Linked DNA regions of Zea mays: region 2 is linked to region 1. A link is a contact called in public Hi-C data. All regions are on one chromosome and are shown on one strand. The core of a region is the stretch at or near the end of the contact, and the rest is flanking DNA. Distances in the headings are between cores, read along the strand shown.

Region 1 (7,709 bases), core at 1,932-4,431:
TTATACCACTGGATTCAAAATCTTCAGTGGTATGATCACAATCAATATTCTCTGAGTCAGATGAGTTTCCACCATGTTGAACCTTCTCATGATCAGCTGAAGAAACAGAATCAGAAGCCACAGAATACTTTTCTTCATCAGAATCAAGCGGAGACATCAGTGGCATCTGTAGACCAACTTTAGCTTGAATTCTTGAGAGCTCTTTCATGTCATTGAGCATAAGCTTTTGAAATTTCTCTTGCAGTGAGTTTGCTGAGAATTCTTTGAGCAACCAATAGGCAGCATCATCGCTGTTTGCAATCCAGTCAACTCCATTGAAGAGTTCTTGAACAGCTGAAAAGGCTTCAATTGGTAAACCACCTTTCACATCACCATTGAGTGTTGTTGTTGGAGCCCTTGGGGGAGATATGCCCCCAACTTCACAAAACAGCACCTAAAATTCGAAATTTGTGTCAGTGATCCATTTTAGCCCAGGGCAATTTCAAAGAGTATATGCATCGATTTACCTCTGCTCTAAAATTCCTCGGATATCGCTCTTTTGAACCCCAGAGTATATCCACATCATCGCTATTCAGCATCAATACATTTGAACGTATAAAAGCAGTATTGAACATTATCCGGAACATCATGACTTCCTTCTCTGGATCAAGATCGAGATGTACACACTCCAGAACAATATCTCCCTGGACTAGACATTGTATGTCAATTTTTATCACATCACAATCCTCCTGCATTAAGAGTTTAAGACATTCCCAACTGATGTCATCTCAAAATACACCAATAGAGTAACAGAAAGCAACTGAATTGTTCATGTTGAATTCCATGTCACCTACCTGCCGATAGTGCCGAAGAGATTTCTTCTTTGGCATGGAAAAAGTCATGTTAGTCATGCTAGCATTCTTGCCAAGAAGATTTCGACCAAAAATGCGGACTAATGGCCTGCATCCGTTATCAGAATCAAAACTTGGAATAGCTCGAAGAATCAGGCAATCCAAAGAGAGTGATCTTTCCATTGGAGGCCACTGTGGAGATATATTTCTTCTGGCTACATACTGCATGTAACGGAGTTGAGATGGCATTGGATTAAGGGCAGAAAAAAGCTGTAGGAACCCTTTAGGTGCCTCACGGTAAATAATGTCCAGAGTTTTATGCTCAGCACTGTTCAGTTTCTTGTAGATGAGAAGACAAGATAAAAGAAAAGCCAACAAAGGCCACGCCCCTCTTTCACAATGGAGTAATATAATGTTCTGATTGGTCCCACTGGATAACCAGTGCTCACATACACGAAGGAAATGCTGAATAAGAGATAAAGGAAGCACAGGACAACCCTCAAAATGACGGGGGTAATCAATGACTGGAATGTTGTATTCACGTAGTATATCAGCAAGCTGGCTTCTCTTATCTCCATCTCTGAAGTTAATTGCCAGAAATGAGGATTCTACATGCTCTTCATGCAACTCTGTAAGAATCCCAATTAAATACACTGGGTACATTCCCTGAGGCAAAACTTCAGTGCTGAAGCATGAATCAAAAACTGTACAATGCCAAAAGATGTGATTAGTTGAGCTGTCATAAAATAAGTTACATTGATCTAAGAAGGCAATCAATATAGTAAAATTCTCCATGCATACCATAGATCCTGTCAAGAAACTCCAGTAGTCCATCAGGAGGCCTCTTGTAGAAGAATCTACTAAGAAGTGACATTTCATGTGAATGAAGAAATGTCGATATAACTGCTCAGGATTTTTTTTGTGTTGGTGGGCAAACTGCACAGGATTTCTAGGTGCTATCTCAAAAGCACTGCAAAAATAGATTGATTTCAAAATAACCAACTATAAGGTGTAAGGGTGTGACAATCATATCTGAAAATTGGAATGCAGTATTCTGGTTGGTCATTTTAACTGTCACATGTAAGGATGTGATTATAATTACTGAAAATCGGAGTGCAGTATGTCTGGTTAGTTAGTCACTTTATCAATTTAATATTATAATTGCTAGCAGAGGTCAGATTAGTGAAAGAATACTTGGGAGATAAGTGGATTGTGGATACAACTATAGCAACTGGCCTTGCTTGTCACAAGGCCAACACTTTTTCCACTAGGATGTCATCACAGCGCTAAGCAAGGATGGAGCCATGCCAGCTCAATAGGGTTTGTTTTCATTATGACAACAGCATAAAACATTTAGGTATCAGCCAACTACAGAACAGGAAACTTCGAATGTATGTTAAGCTATCCTAACATTGTACCTTCTCTCCCATTCATGCACCCCTTACCAACCCCAACCAAATTGTTATGGACATATAGTTGCTGCAGACAAGCTATTTAGAGGATAAAATAAACTAATGGAAGTTCCAGATGTGTTCCTGTTGAGAACTCTCTATGTCACTGTGTATACTACCTTGTTCCAGTGCAGGGGCACTTGGTTGGGGAATGGGGATTCAGCTGAACCCCAAAAGGTGTTGGTGTTGGAAAATAAACTATAAACGCACCTGCGATTTAACTGCCATGTACCAAGAAGTCCTATGGAGTAAACCAATGACGACCTCATACGCTGAATAGGAACTTAACCAAATAAGCTAACCCAACCACTTGCGCAGCACACAAATCCACAACTAAGAATGGGGTGGATAGAAATCACTACTTGGTTTGAATAAGAGACAACCCAATTCTTATGACAAGAGTATTCCTATCCAAGTGAGCTTAGGATTTCTTACCAACAAAAATGGACAGAAAACCAACCAACGCCCGTGTGGATCTCCACTCCACTGCCCACGAGGAACGCCGCCGCCGAAGACGGGCAGCAGACTATGAGTGATGGGGGAGGGAGAGGACTGGCCGCGGGGGCGCGGGGCCGGGAAGCCTAGGTTGGCGCTCCTCGAAGCCGGGCAGCAGCCTACGAGTGGCGGGGAGGTAGGGGGCCCGGCCGTGGCGGGGCGCGCCGGCACCGGGAAGCCTAGGTGGGTGCTCCCCGAAGCCCAGCAGCAGACTACGAGCAGCGAGGAGCTAGGGGACCGACAGCGGAGGGGCGGGGTGGAGCGCGGCGCCGGGAAGCCTAGGTTTGGAGTGGGGGTGGAGGGGAAAATTTTGAGCTGGGAGGGAGAGGGGAGTGTTTTCTTCCTCGGTTTTTCGGGTGCGGCTTCTCTCTCGTCGCCGTACTCGTTGTGCGGCGCTGCAACTTGAATGAGTGATATGTGATGTGGGTTTGGCGTTTCGATCGGTCAGCAAACTCTAAATCCATAGGGCCTGTTTGGTTCAGCTTTTTTCTGACCAGCTTTTCTGAAAATCTGGCTGTGGGGAGAATCTGACTGTGGGGAAAATCTGAGTATAATTACGATTACGTGTGGAGGAAGATAAAGTTGTTCATAGGGCTCAGGATCTAGAAAGTGATGGATTCCTACTATTAGAACGACTCAACCGATTATTTGTCTATGTTGATTTTTGATGGTTTTTGCCCCAACAAATTTTATAGAAGCTGGCTAAAAAGCTGAGCGTTTGGCAGTCCGCAACAGCTTTTGGTGGCCAGAAGCTGCCAGAAGCCGAAACAAACAGGGCCATAGTCTACTAGTATAATATCCGTACGCAATTGTATTTCATATTGATTAGAAATAGTGAGGCCATAACCGCAATGCAATCAATGGTGAAACAAAATAAATCAGTTGTATAGACCCTTCTAAAAATACTAATAATAAATAAATTTAATATAAAAGTGAGCATATTGTCTATAGACCATATAATAAATTGATAAAAATAAATATTACAGTTTATTTTAGTTAAAAAACCAAAAAAGATGTAAGTTAAAAAAATCAATCCTTATTTTTATAGAGCTATCTGTGAACTAACGGGGTGTTACTATATGTATATGGCTTCCTTTCGTATTGGGCTTGGTAGCTTATCACGGTCTATATATGGTATAACAGCCTTGATAACTTATAACTCAAGACATTGACTCCATATAAACATATGGTATGACTACCGGTTTTAAAGACCCACAACTAGAGGTGGGCAAAAAAACTCGATACCCATTACTCGAACTATCCAAACCCGTATCCGATCTATCCGAACCCGAATTACCTAAACACTGGTTAGGATCCTGGGTCTGAAAACCCGAAATTATATTGGGTAAATCAACTAACATGTTTCGGTACTCGATTTCTCCGAGTCACCCGAAATTATATATTATTTGTCTCGGTCCCTAAACGGTCTTTGAGTCTGGTACAGTATGGAAGACAATCATGGTTGCCTCTTACTACCTTAATAATGAATAATTAAAAATACTTATAGGTAATGTTTGGTTCATATATTGGTAACGTAATGGATAATCGATAACGTTAAGTTATATTTGTTTAAGTCCAATCGTAATTGATGTCACTCTAGAAATAGGTACCGGCTAATTTAAATTTGTTACAACCAGTATTCGAGTGTGAATCATTACCATTACTATTTACGTTATATTTCGTGAACCAAACGACACCATAGTGGAAGACAATTGTGAAAGACAATCATGGGTGCCTCTTTGCATCTGGTACAATATGGAATAACGAATGTGGAAGCCTTTACCCTATCGTAAGGCTAATATGTGAAAGACAATTATGGAAGACAATCATGGCTGCCTCTTTGCGCCTGGTACAGTATGGAATAACGAATGTGGAAGCCTTTACCCTGTTGTAAGGCTAATATGTGGAAGACAATCATGGCGGCCTCTTTGTGTCTTGTACAATGGAATAACGAATGTGGAAGCCTTTACCCTGTTGTAAGGCTGATATGCTTTACAATTTGTGCTCTAATTGAAGTCGGCATCATCTTCTTCTCCAACATATCATTTACTTTTAGGTAAATACGTAGAAGTGATTATATATGTTTACGTAGCGGTTCTTTGTTTATTTGAAATAGTAATATATTGCGGTGGATGAAATCTGATTAGGTAAATTGGGATTACCCGAACCCGAAATTATCGGGTACCCCCACTTATTTTGGGTACACTTCGGGTAGCAGTTTTAAAAACCCGAATTTTGAAGAACCCAAATTACCTGACTCGATTTCCTCGAGTAACTCGAATGTCCACCCCTACCCACACATCTCCCACTAAACATATATCCTTTTATTTTTTCTCTTAAACACACGCATTAAACACACAATTTATAGACAAATAGAACCATAAAGATGTCTCTGGCTATTGCATAATAATCTGATAGAGAAGAAAACATGCCTCAACAATTATCAAACAGAGGTCATGCATGGATTCATGATGCATCATGCATAAACCATGCATGAGTTGAGCAGTGTCCAGTATCGTCTTGCGTCGTGCACGAGGGGTGGTTAATTTCGATCCAGCTACAAGAAACAGATGAGATAATGAACCAAATGTCTCCAGCCATCCACTACATATCTATCATCCATGTTTTGCATCGGGAGGCCATTCCCAACTAGCCAGCTACAGTACCCGCCGTCATGCCGAAGGTTGGCACATTGCTGCCAATGCCCGACGTCGTGCCTAAGGTTGGTAACTTGCCGTTGTTGCCCTCCGTGTGGCCCGTGTCTAACCGCTGATGCCCTCCATCCTGGCTAGGGATGGCAATCGGGCGAGTAGAACGCGGATATATGGTTCATGTATCCATACCCACGAGATAAAACCAAACCCATACCCATTTACGCTCGTGGGTACGGACTGTATCCGTACCCGTACCCGCCGGTAACGGAGATCCGCTACCCGCCCGCCCACTAAAATTACAGCAACATTCCAACAGCATTCTAACATAAATTTATCACAATTTAACATTCCAACAACCTCAAATAATAATTTTAGCACCAAAACAATAATTTCAACATTTCAAACAATAATTTCAACATTTCAACAACGTAAATAGATAACATTCCAGGCTTACAATAACATTTCACCATAGTGACATAGTCCATAACAAGTAGTAGAAGTAGCGAAGACAGTACAATACATCATAAAACATATTCTTGGAATGAAATTACACTCATATATAGTTTTCAAATGCAACAACAAATTATTGTAATGAGCATGGCTGCATGGCATTCAACTTCATTTGACATCTTGTGAATTTTCCTTCAAATATCTTCATTTGGCATCGTGGAGAATCCAAAAGAGAGTTCCTACAATGATATATAATTAGTTATAGAATATGATAATTCTTACAACGTACCACAAGTTCTTCTTGTATATCTTCAAGACAAGTCCACAAACCCATATAGTCTTCTTTTCCTACAATAAGTGAGAGTAAAACAAATGAGAGTAAACTGAAATCAAAACTTACAAGTTACAACGACATACAATAATTTTAAAGATGTATTATTTGTACCTTTTGCTTGACCAACACGAAGCCAATTTTGTGCACACATCAAAACCTCTAAAGTTTTGGGAGTAAGTCGACTTCGATGATCACTTAGCACTCTACCACTAATACTAAAAGCAGACTCCAAAGCGATAGTTGTAACAGGAATAGCAAATATGTCACAGGCTATCATCCTTAGAGTAGGGTACCGTATCCCAGAAATTTTCCAACAGCCCAATATATCAAATTCCTTTGACTTGAGAATACGACCCTCATCCACATAAAGATCAAGCTCAGACTTAGCCTTTTCTTCATCACTGCACATGTCATCGAGCTCTTCTTCCATGGCAGAGAACAACTCATCCTCACATTTTCTATCTCTAGCATTGCTCTACTTTGTGCACCAAATAGACGTGTATAGCATGCTTTCAACATTCCAAATTTGTATCTTGGATCAAGAACAACAGCAATAGCCATTAGGCCATGAATGTCGGTCCAATATTTATCAAAATTTGTAATCATACGACTTGACATGGACTTGATTAACTCATCATCACACTCTAGCCACTTGCTCATGTGTCCTCTAATTGCATATATATATATTTGGAAAGAAGTCATTAGTTGTTACATATTGTGTTCCAGAAAACAATTCGGTAATTTCATAGAACAATTTCAACCTATCGCAAACTTCACTAGCAAACTTCCATTCATCCTAACTTGGAGAAAAATCATAAGCTCTTTCACATTCAGCCAAACGATCAAAAGCCTCTTTGTAACAAATAGCAACACTGAGCATGATATAAGTAGAGTTCCACCTAGTTTTGCAATCAAGTGACAATTTCTTGTTGCATTCAACATTAACTTGTGCAGCTATTTCTTGGAATCTCTCATGTCTTTTAGGAGTAGCATACCAAAATGCAACACTATTTCTAATTTTTTCAATCCCACTACCCATTACTTCCAAACCATCTTTGACGATTAAATTTAATATGTGCGCAGAGCTGAAAGGGAAATGTGCCCTTGGGCCATTTCTATAAGATTTTGATGATTAAGTGCTCCACACAAATGCTTTGAGTTATATTTGTGCCAAAGACTCAAGAAGTGCAAATCAAGATTAAAGGTATGTTTCTAGACTTAATACATTGTTTTGAAGACTAATGTATTGTGTCTAAGTGTTAGAAACAGGAGAAATCGCTTTGGAGATAAGTTGGCTGTGTTCAGCCAAAAGGCTGCTCGGTCTGGGTGCACTGGACTGTTCGGTGGTGCACCGGACAGTGTCCGGTGGTGCACCAGACAGTGTTCGGTGTGCCAGGACTAGTCCAGGTGAACATCCTGCTCTCGGGTCTCGACGGCGGCGTACGACTATAAATCACCGGACTGTCCAGTGGTGCACCGGACTGTCCGGTGAGCC
Region 2 (7,919 bases), core at 2,590-5,089, 160 kb after region 1:
TCTGAGCCTCCTTCTTCTGCTTTTTGTTAGCTGGCTCTGAGCAAGAACCGCCTGTTATCGGGAGCACCAGCTTCGAAGCCGAAGCAGCTCCAGCTTGAGTGTTGAACGAAGCCATCAGCTCAGAAAGGTGGAAGTGAGTTGACCGGAGGTGGGCGCCAATGTTGGGGACTTGTTCTCAAATGCTAAGAATTAAGAACAAGGCAACACAAAAAATGTTAAGTGTTAAGGTCCTTCGTCCTCCATAACAATATATCCCTTCGGGATATAAAGCATCTCGGACGAAGGTTACGAAGGACATACCTTCGTAAGCATAACAATGAAGAATGAAGCATTCACATAAATCATAGAATATGAAATAAACATTTCAATATTGTCATAGAATTATCTCTACTTGTATTAATGAATATAAATGATTTTGAATTACAAATGTACCTTCGGTCCTGCAGAAGGCAAAAGTACAAGCGTGATGTGAAAGCAAATGACAGGTTCACATGAACAGTACAGAGGTACTGTTCATCTATTTATAGGCACAGGTCGCAGCCTGTGACAAATTACAATTATGTCCCTTGCGAAAGTTTACAGCATTGACTCAGACCTATATGTATAAAAAGGTCATTCTATCTCTATGTCGGTTTAAAACGCCGAAGCTCCATGAAAAGGGACCTTCGGCCATCTCTTGGAGACGACTTCAGCCGAAGCTGCTTCTTCGTGTGAGACCTTCGGCGCACCGAAGCACGACCCCAACAATCAAGTAATCTTTTAATTCTTCAAAGGCTTGTTGTTGAGTTGGTCCCTATTGAAAAACCTCTGCTGATTTTAGGACTTCAAAGAACAACAAGCTTTGTTTAGTAGATCTTGAGATGAACATGTTCACGGAAGCAAGTCTGCCTGCTAGCCTTTGAGCCCCTTTTCTTGACTTCGGCGGCTCCATCCGGAGTATCGCTAGTCTGTCTGCTAGCCTTTGAGCCCCTCTTATTGACTTCGGCGGCTCCATCCGGAGTATCGCTTTGATTTTGTGAGGGTTTGCTTCTATCCCATTTGTTGACACAACACATCCAAAAATTACCCTTTTTAACTCTGAAGACACACTTCTCAGGGTTCAACTTTAAACCCACCCTTTAAAAATTGGCGAAGGTTTCTTGGAGATCTGAAATATGATCTTGCTGCTTCGTGCTTCTCATGATGTTATCATCGACATAAGTTAAAACAATCCTAATCAACTGAGAAAACACTTTGGTCGTCATCCTGCTGAAGGAAGATAGCAGTAAGTACCACGGGGGTTATGAAGCTGGTCTTCGGCTTATCTTACTTCTTCATCCAGATTTGGTGATAACCTGAATAGGAATCGAGTAGACTCATGAGTTCTGATGTTACAGCTGCATCCATTAGTGAGTCAATTCTTGGTAACAAGAACTCATACTTCGAGCATGCCTTGTTAATATATGTGAAATCAATACACATTCTCCACTTGCCGTTAGATTTATTGACCATGACCATTTTGGCCAACCACTCCGGATATGTCACTTCTCTTACTCTTATGACTCCCGCACTGAGCAATCTTTTAACTTTAGTTTTTACAATAATTTTTCGTGATCTTCGCTTTTTTGGGCTTGATTCAAACTAGGTGAGAGCCTTCGAAGGTCCGATATCCCCCTTTTGGATGAAAAAGAATTAATTGACAATCCTTTGAAGACAGATATCCTTCCTAAAGCACGACCATGAGCACCCTACACTGATTATTGTTTCGGGCATTCGCCCTTCTTAAAAATAGGTATAGCATTTGCGCCTGAGAAAATGGGGCGCTTGACTACCTCTACATAGGAGAAAGAAACATGTTTTTTTTCCTTTCGAATGTGCTCCATTTGGCAGCTTCTTCCTCATGGAAATCACGAATTCTTTGATCCAATTAGGGCCTCCCGAATTCCATAGATGAAAATAGGCTTTACAATTTGGGGGAAACAACTTTGTGATTGTATATATGGAAACCAACCGCTTTGAGGACACCGAGAACCTATAAAATCAATCAGCTAATTGGAAAACCAGAAAATTAGCGGCTGAACCTCCTAGAAAAGGCTGAAGCAGAAAGTCCACTGACAGCGAAAAAATCCTAATGGGCTATTTGCTTCGAATTAAAGTTAGTTGTTTAGACTGGTACAACTGCAATTCGTAGAAATTCGTAGAATACAAAAATACCGTAGAAACAGTAGAGACTGATACGAATTAAAGTCAAGCGAACATGCTTTTATGAGCACTCGGCGGCGGAGACATCGATGAACCAAATTTCTTACAGACATTTGCTTCAAATTCGAGCCCCGGTTGAAGATCCAATTGTGACAGATCCATTGAAGAGAACCAAGGGGAGGGATGGAGAAGCAAATCAAAAAATGCATTACCTCATGGATGGCGCTTGCAACCTGCTGGCGCAATGCTCTATAGGGCTATACTACTAGAGCCAGCTTTAGTTTGTGATAATCAGGAGGATGCAGACGCATGCATACACTTGTAAGGTCTGCGTGCAGGTTTCCCAAGTCAGGACAGGAGGATGAAATGAAACGAGAAGGCTTGCTTTCTGCATCTCTATAAATATTACCTACCAAAATGTCCTAATTGCAGACAACAATGACGAACAATGCTCTATTCGAACAGAAATTGTAGCGATGCTCTCGGCCTTTCCTCAACATATCAACCAAACCAATCGAACACAAACACTCCCAAATGAGCATCAGAATGTGCTTCCCCTTTTCCTCTTGGTTCACATAACGAAAGTCAAAACGAACACCTGATTACAGACTGTAATCCCAATCTCTCTCTCTTTTTTTTTGTATTTATTACACTCTCGATCATGAGTCCAAGCAAATCATAAACTGTACAGTACTATTCAGCACCCAAAAAAAAAAGAATGTGCAGAAACGATGGAGGAAAAAAAAAGAGGATACCCATCTAAATCGCGTCACCGCGCGCTCTGAAAGGAAAGGATCTCTACCTTGCAAATTCTTATTTCGCTACGCAATCTACGGATCATCCCCTGGAAGAAGCAGGAGAAGGAGTTGCGCCAGGGGTCCTGTCCCAGCTGTTCCCCCTGACGTACCGCAGCTGCAGCGAGACCTGGCGCTCCATCCGCAGCTGCCTGTAGAAGTTGGCGATGAAGAGCTCGGCGCGCTGGTCGACGTCGTCGTCCCCGGCCGACGACGCCGGGGAGCGGCCGCCGGACGACGACGAGGCCCTCGTCAGGGCCTCCGGCGACGCGGCGCTGCTGGCCCGCGACAGGGTCCGGGTGGTCGCCGTGCCCAGGCTGGCCGACCTGGAGGTCCTGGAGCTGCAGGAGGAGGTCGGCGACGCGGCGATGGTGTCGAGCAGGCCCGGTCGCGCGTCGAAGCTGAGGCGCCGCGCCGGGGCGCCGCCGCTGCCGCCGCCGCGGGCCAGGGACCTGAGCAGCATCCACCGCGTCGCGCTGGAGGAGAGCAGGAACCGGACCTTGGTGATCGCCTCCCGCAGGCTCCCGAGTAGCGACTGCGGCCGCTTCTTCGCCTTGGGCGTCGTCTCCTCCTCCGTCTCCATGGATGACCCGCCCGCCTGTTTCTCTTTCTCCTCCCCTGCCGTCGTCGTCATCGTCGTCGTCGAAGACTCCAAGTGCTGGAGTTGTGGCAGGCAAGGAACGCACACAGCTAGCGCGAGCGGAGGGAGGTGGCGGCGGTTGGTTTTTGTGTCGATGTGGAAAGCGTGAGGCCCTTTGTCTCGTGCGTTGTTGGCTCGCGACGCCATTAATATATATAGTGGCTGCCCATGTGGAAAGGTCGCCGGTGTATTCCTCAAGCTACTCGGTTTGAAGAAACTGCGGTGAATGTACTGTATCGATCGGCGTCTATGAATGCACCAGGTAGTAGAATACGCGTCGGGTAACGGCGAGAAGTGACAGCGCTTAGGCGTGGCAGCGACCAGCTCAGCACACCAATCATTGCTTACATCGAAAGGAATCGAATCGCATGGGCATCTGACAACGTTTAGATCGAATCGAACAGCCAACCGGCACCGCCTCTCCGTCGGAAGAACGGAGGTTGAACGAGTCGTTGCCTCCTTGGTGATCGCTGCTGCCCAGTGACGTGCCGGACGCGACGACGCTGCGCGGCAAGGCAACACGTTGGGTGCGTGCGTGCGGCACCGGACGACGCGGAGCCAGGTCAAACGACGTTTCCCCGCTCGGACGCACGCTCGCTCACGCCACCGCCGCCGGCCGGGGGTGCCCCAGGACCTCGCGCGACGAGTGCTTCGGCGCCAAGCTTAGCCAGCAGCCACACAAAGCAGAGGAGCTCTGCCATGGACCATGGACCGTGGTCCACGTGTGCCAGCCAAATGCAAACAAAGAGCCGGGCGGAGAGTCGCATTTAGTTATATTTGTTTTAGCTTATAGATTATATAATCTGAATTATAATCTAAATTATAATTTAAATTATATAATCTAGATATATTATAATCTATATGTAGTTGTTTGATAGTTTAGATTATACAAATATAGATTATTTATAAAGACAATAATACTCTTGTTTATTTATTTGAGGTGATGAAAGAAGGGTGACATATATTGTAATTTTTATTTACATAACCATGGTAATGGATCTTTTGCCAAAATAATCTCAAATAAGCTACTCTTGAGGAGATTATGAGATTATCATAATCTGGACTTTAGATTATATAATCTGAACCTATAATCTATATGTTTGTTTACCTATTAAATTATTTACGCTTGATTATATAATTATAATCCGAAACAAACAGGACCTTAGTCGAGGCAAAACATCAGCATCTTGTTGACCAACTTATCGTTTTGTTTGGATCGAGTCGCATCCCGTCCTCGGTAATCAGCACCACTACATCCCTTACCAGATCAATTCGCTCCGGCCTCCGGGGATACCGACACAGTCCGGACTGGCCCTGGCGACTTGACCAACTTGACCAACTTGCTCACGGCGGGCGAGCCGACTACAGTTTGCCGGCGGCGGACGCGGCCAACGCGATACCGACACCCCGGCAGCAGCGGTACGGGTTTTTTTTTTCTGAGAAGCGAGTGGAGGACGTGTCGGAGCTCGGAAGTCGGAACATACTGGCTGTGGCTGGATCTTGTGTCTGTGTGTGTGTGTTTTTTCCCCTCAACGACGTCGGAGAAAGATACACTCACTGTATACTATTCTACACGTTGAAAAAGTTTAAGCCGGAACGCGTGCGTGGCAGAGTGTCGAACGCTTCTTCGGACTCAGACATGCTCTTGCGACGAATCAGTACTTGGGCGTTGTTGCTTGGAACGGGTTTTCTAGTTTCTATGGCGACGTCGAGAGCAACCGGAAATTTATATTAAGGATGCAGCGACGTGACAATGGACTGTGACGAACGCCTGGAATTTGGCGTCGTTTTCAGTCGGGTTACGGGGGGTCGGGGGTTTATTTGATTAACTGTCTAGTTCAGTGCACGAACGACCTGAGTATCTCTTTCAAACTTCTGATATGTTTAGTTCGTATACTTCACAGACTACAGCTAGGTAACCGAAATTACTCTTTTGGCTCTCTCTAGTAATGTATACACATTATTCTACAGTATCTCACGATTTGGCCCATTCCAGGCCTGTTTCTGGGGGAAAACAAATCACTCGGTTTGGAATTGGGCTGCTTCACCTAGAGACGTTCGTTTGCATCTGAATCAAAAACATGGGTGGTCTGGTTTGGACTTTTTTTGTACTACTTATTGAGTATATGACACCGTTGATTTTTAAAAAAAAACTTTAACCACTCATCTTATTAAAAATAATGAGTTATCGTTTATTTGTTGTGATTTGTTTTATTATTTAAGTTAGTTTATATTTAACTTATAATTTTATATTTTTAAATAAATAAAAAATCAATGTCCTATATTTGTGAACTGAGCTAGTACCATACTCCGACAGGAATCCGGGTCAACTGCCCTCCACATCCGAGACGGTGCAGCGCTCGTGCCGAATTTTTTGTATTTTAGCCCTTAAACAGAAGTAAAATCACGTTTAGACCTAAAAAAATTTTAAATGCAGGTTTGGACCCTTAGCTCGGCGCCATAGGCTGTGGCGCCGAGCTAACACAGCTCGGCGCCACAGCCTATGGCGCCGAGCTGTGACGTGGCCGCAACGGCTAGTTGCGTCCAGGGCTGACTTGGCGCTGACGTGGCGGCGGCGCGGCCTCGTAGCTCGGCACCACAGATCTTGGCGCCGAGCTACGAATTCCTATAAAAACGCCCGCGCGGCTGGCCGAGAGCAGCTCATTTCATCCCATTTCCAAACTTCGTAAAAAGTTCCTGGATTCAAAGATTTGAGTTGGTTCTTTTCGTAGACCAAGGTATGATTTCGAACTGATTCGTTTTGTATATTAGGTTGTTAGTTTAATAATTTGTATACACCTATTATATTATCATTTCGATTATTAGTTTGTGTAAACTTATTATAAAGCATAATAGGTACAAGTGATAATTATAATCGTTTATTAGATGAAAGACATGTACCGAGAGGCGTTGTGGCAGAAGAGAGGTCGTCCTCGGGAGTTATATCCGGACGTATCTAGTAAGGATGCTCCTGTTCCTCCTGAACTCCCCGTTCCTAACTGTGACTGTGGCAGACTGGCTTGGGTACATCAATCACAACATCCAGACACGACTGCTCGCTGCTACTACCTTTGTGGCACTTTGGACGTACGTAGCTTATGACTTGTCACTTAATTTTGTTCGCATTCATTATTTTGTAGATATGTAATAGTGCATCTTTCCATTATTTTAGGGACATCAGAAGTGTTTCTTTTTCCAGTGGATCGATGGTCCTGATAAATTCGACCCTCGATATCTTCTTTTCGTTAATTGGTTGAGTGGAAAGACCAGTCATGAGCGTTTTAAGCGTTGGGTACCTCCTCCCCCGAATCCTCCACCAATGACGGATGCGGAGAAGGAGGTAGCAACAGAAAGACGGATGGACTCACCGCCTCGATGCGATTGTGGAGACCGTGCTGTCATCGACGAAGACTATGACAAGCAGTTCTGTTGTCCGAACATTGATTATGTGAGCCCATTGATACGCTAAATGTATGAACTAGTTTTTATTTACAATAAATTACTAATTTTTCTCCTGCAGCCATACGGGTGGCGTAAGTGTCGTTTCAGAGAGTGGTTGTATGGTCCTTTGTCCCATTGGCCAGAGCCAGAGGTAAAGGAAAAGAGATACATGGGGTGGGCGGCTGAAGAGGTCAAATTTGATCCAGTACTCTGCAAATGTGGTATTGAAGCTAAGTATGGATTAGTTCCTTCGGAGCTTGGTGTTGGATATTTTTGTGGACATATGGTCGATTACGATGAGGTTGGTATTTTTTTTTGCACCAGATGTAATGTTATAGCGGTACTTACTATTTTTTTGGTGATCTTAAACTTTCCGGTGTCCTTCTGCCTTCGGGCACATACCCTCCAATTACATTCTGGCACCTCGCACACAACAGTGTAACGACGCTGTGCATACGAATGCCTCACCTTGAACGGCCTCTTCCGGTTCACAGAATATTCCTGTAGCCATCGTCTCAGTGTAGGCAGATCCTTGAAAAGTAAGCCAACCTTAATCTCAATGCTGTCGGCGTTATCCGGAGCCTCTAGCAGTTCATCGTCACGTCCTTCAGCATACGCACGGGTGGAATGACTTAAACTGCTAAATTCATGTACTACAGGGTCTCGCTCCGGACACAAACGTCTTATGAGTTCAATTTCTTGCTCGGTCATTTCTTGAACCGAACGGTCATCATCAGAATCTACGGCCCGTGCAGCCTCATATGGCTCCTCCTCATCCTCAATATGAACATCAACACTATTGGATGCCCTGCATATGTTGTCCATATTATATGACACAGGCACATCAATCTGAACATCAGCAT

The links. A called contact is a pair of places that touch in the nucleus more often than the background predicts.
Region 2: a contact with region 1 is called in a Hi-C map of tassel, with 4 times the contacts expected there. The contact joins the promoter of LOC103643246 here to the promoter of LOC103645263 in region 1. A contact is called at or near these places in 8 of 25 Hi-C or Micro-C datasets (bundle sheath, ear, endosperm and 3 more).

The regions. Positions count from the first base shown.
Region 1 is chr1:214,649,207-214,656,915 of Zm-B73-REFERENCE-NAM-5.0, forward strand. It overlaps LOC103645263 (formin-like protein 3), which reads right to left and starts at 3,182. Exons shown (of 21, transcript XR_004855476.1): 1 at 2,717-3,182; 2 at 1,632-1,800; 3 at 834-1,534; 4 at 507-728; 5 at 7-433.
Region 2 is chr1:214,803,564-214,811,482 of Zm-B73-REFERENCE-NAM-5.0, forward strand. It overlaps LOC103643246, which reads right to left and starts at 3,840. Exons shown (of 1, transcript XM_008666400.4): 1 at 2,717-3,840. The coding sequence starts at 3,762. The coding sequence ends at 3,019.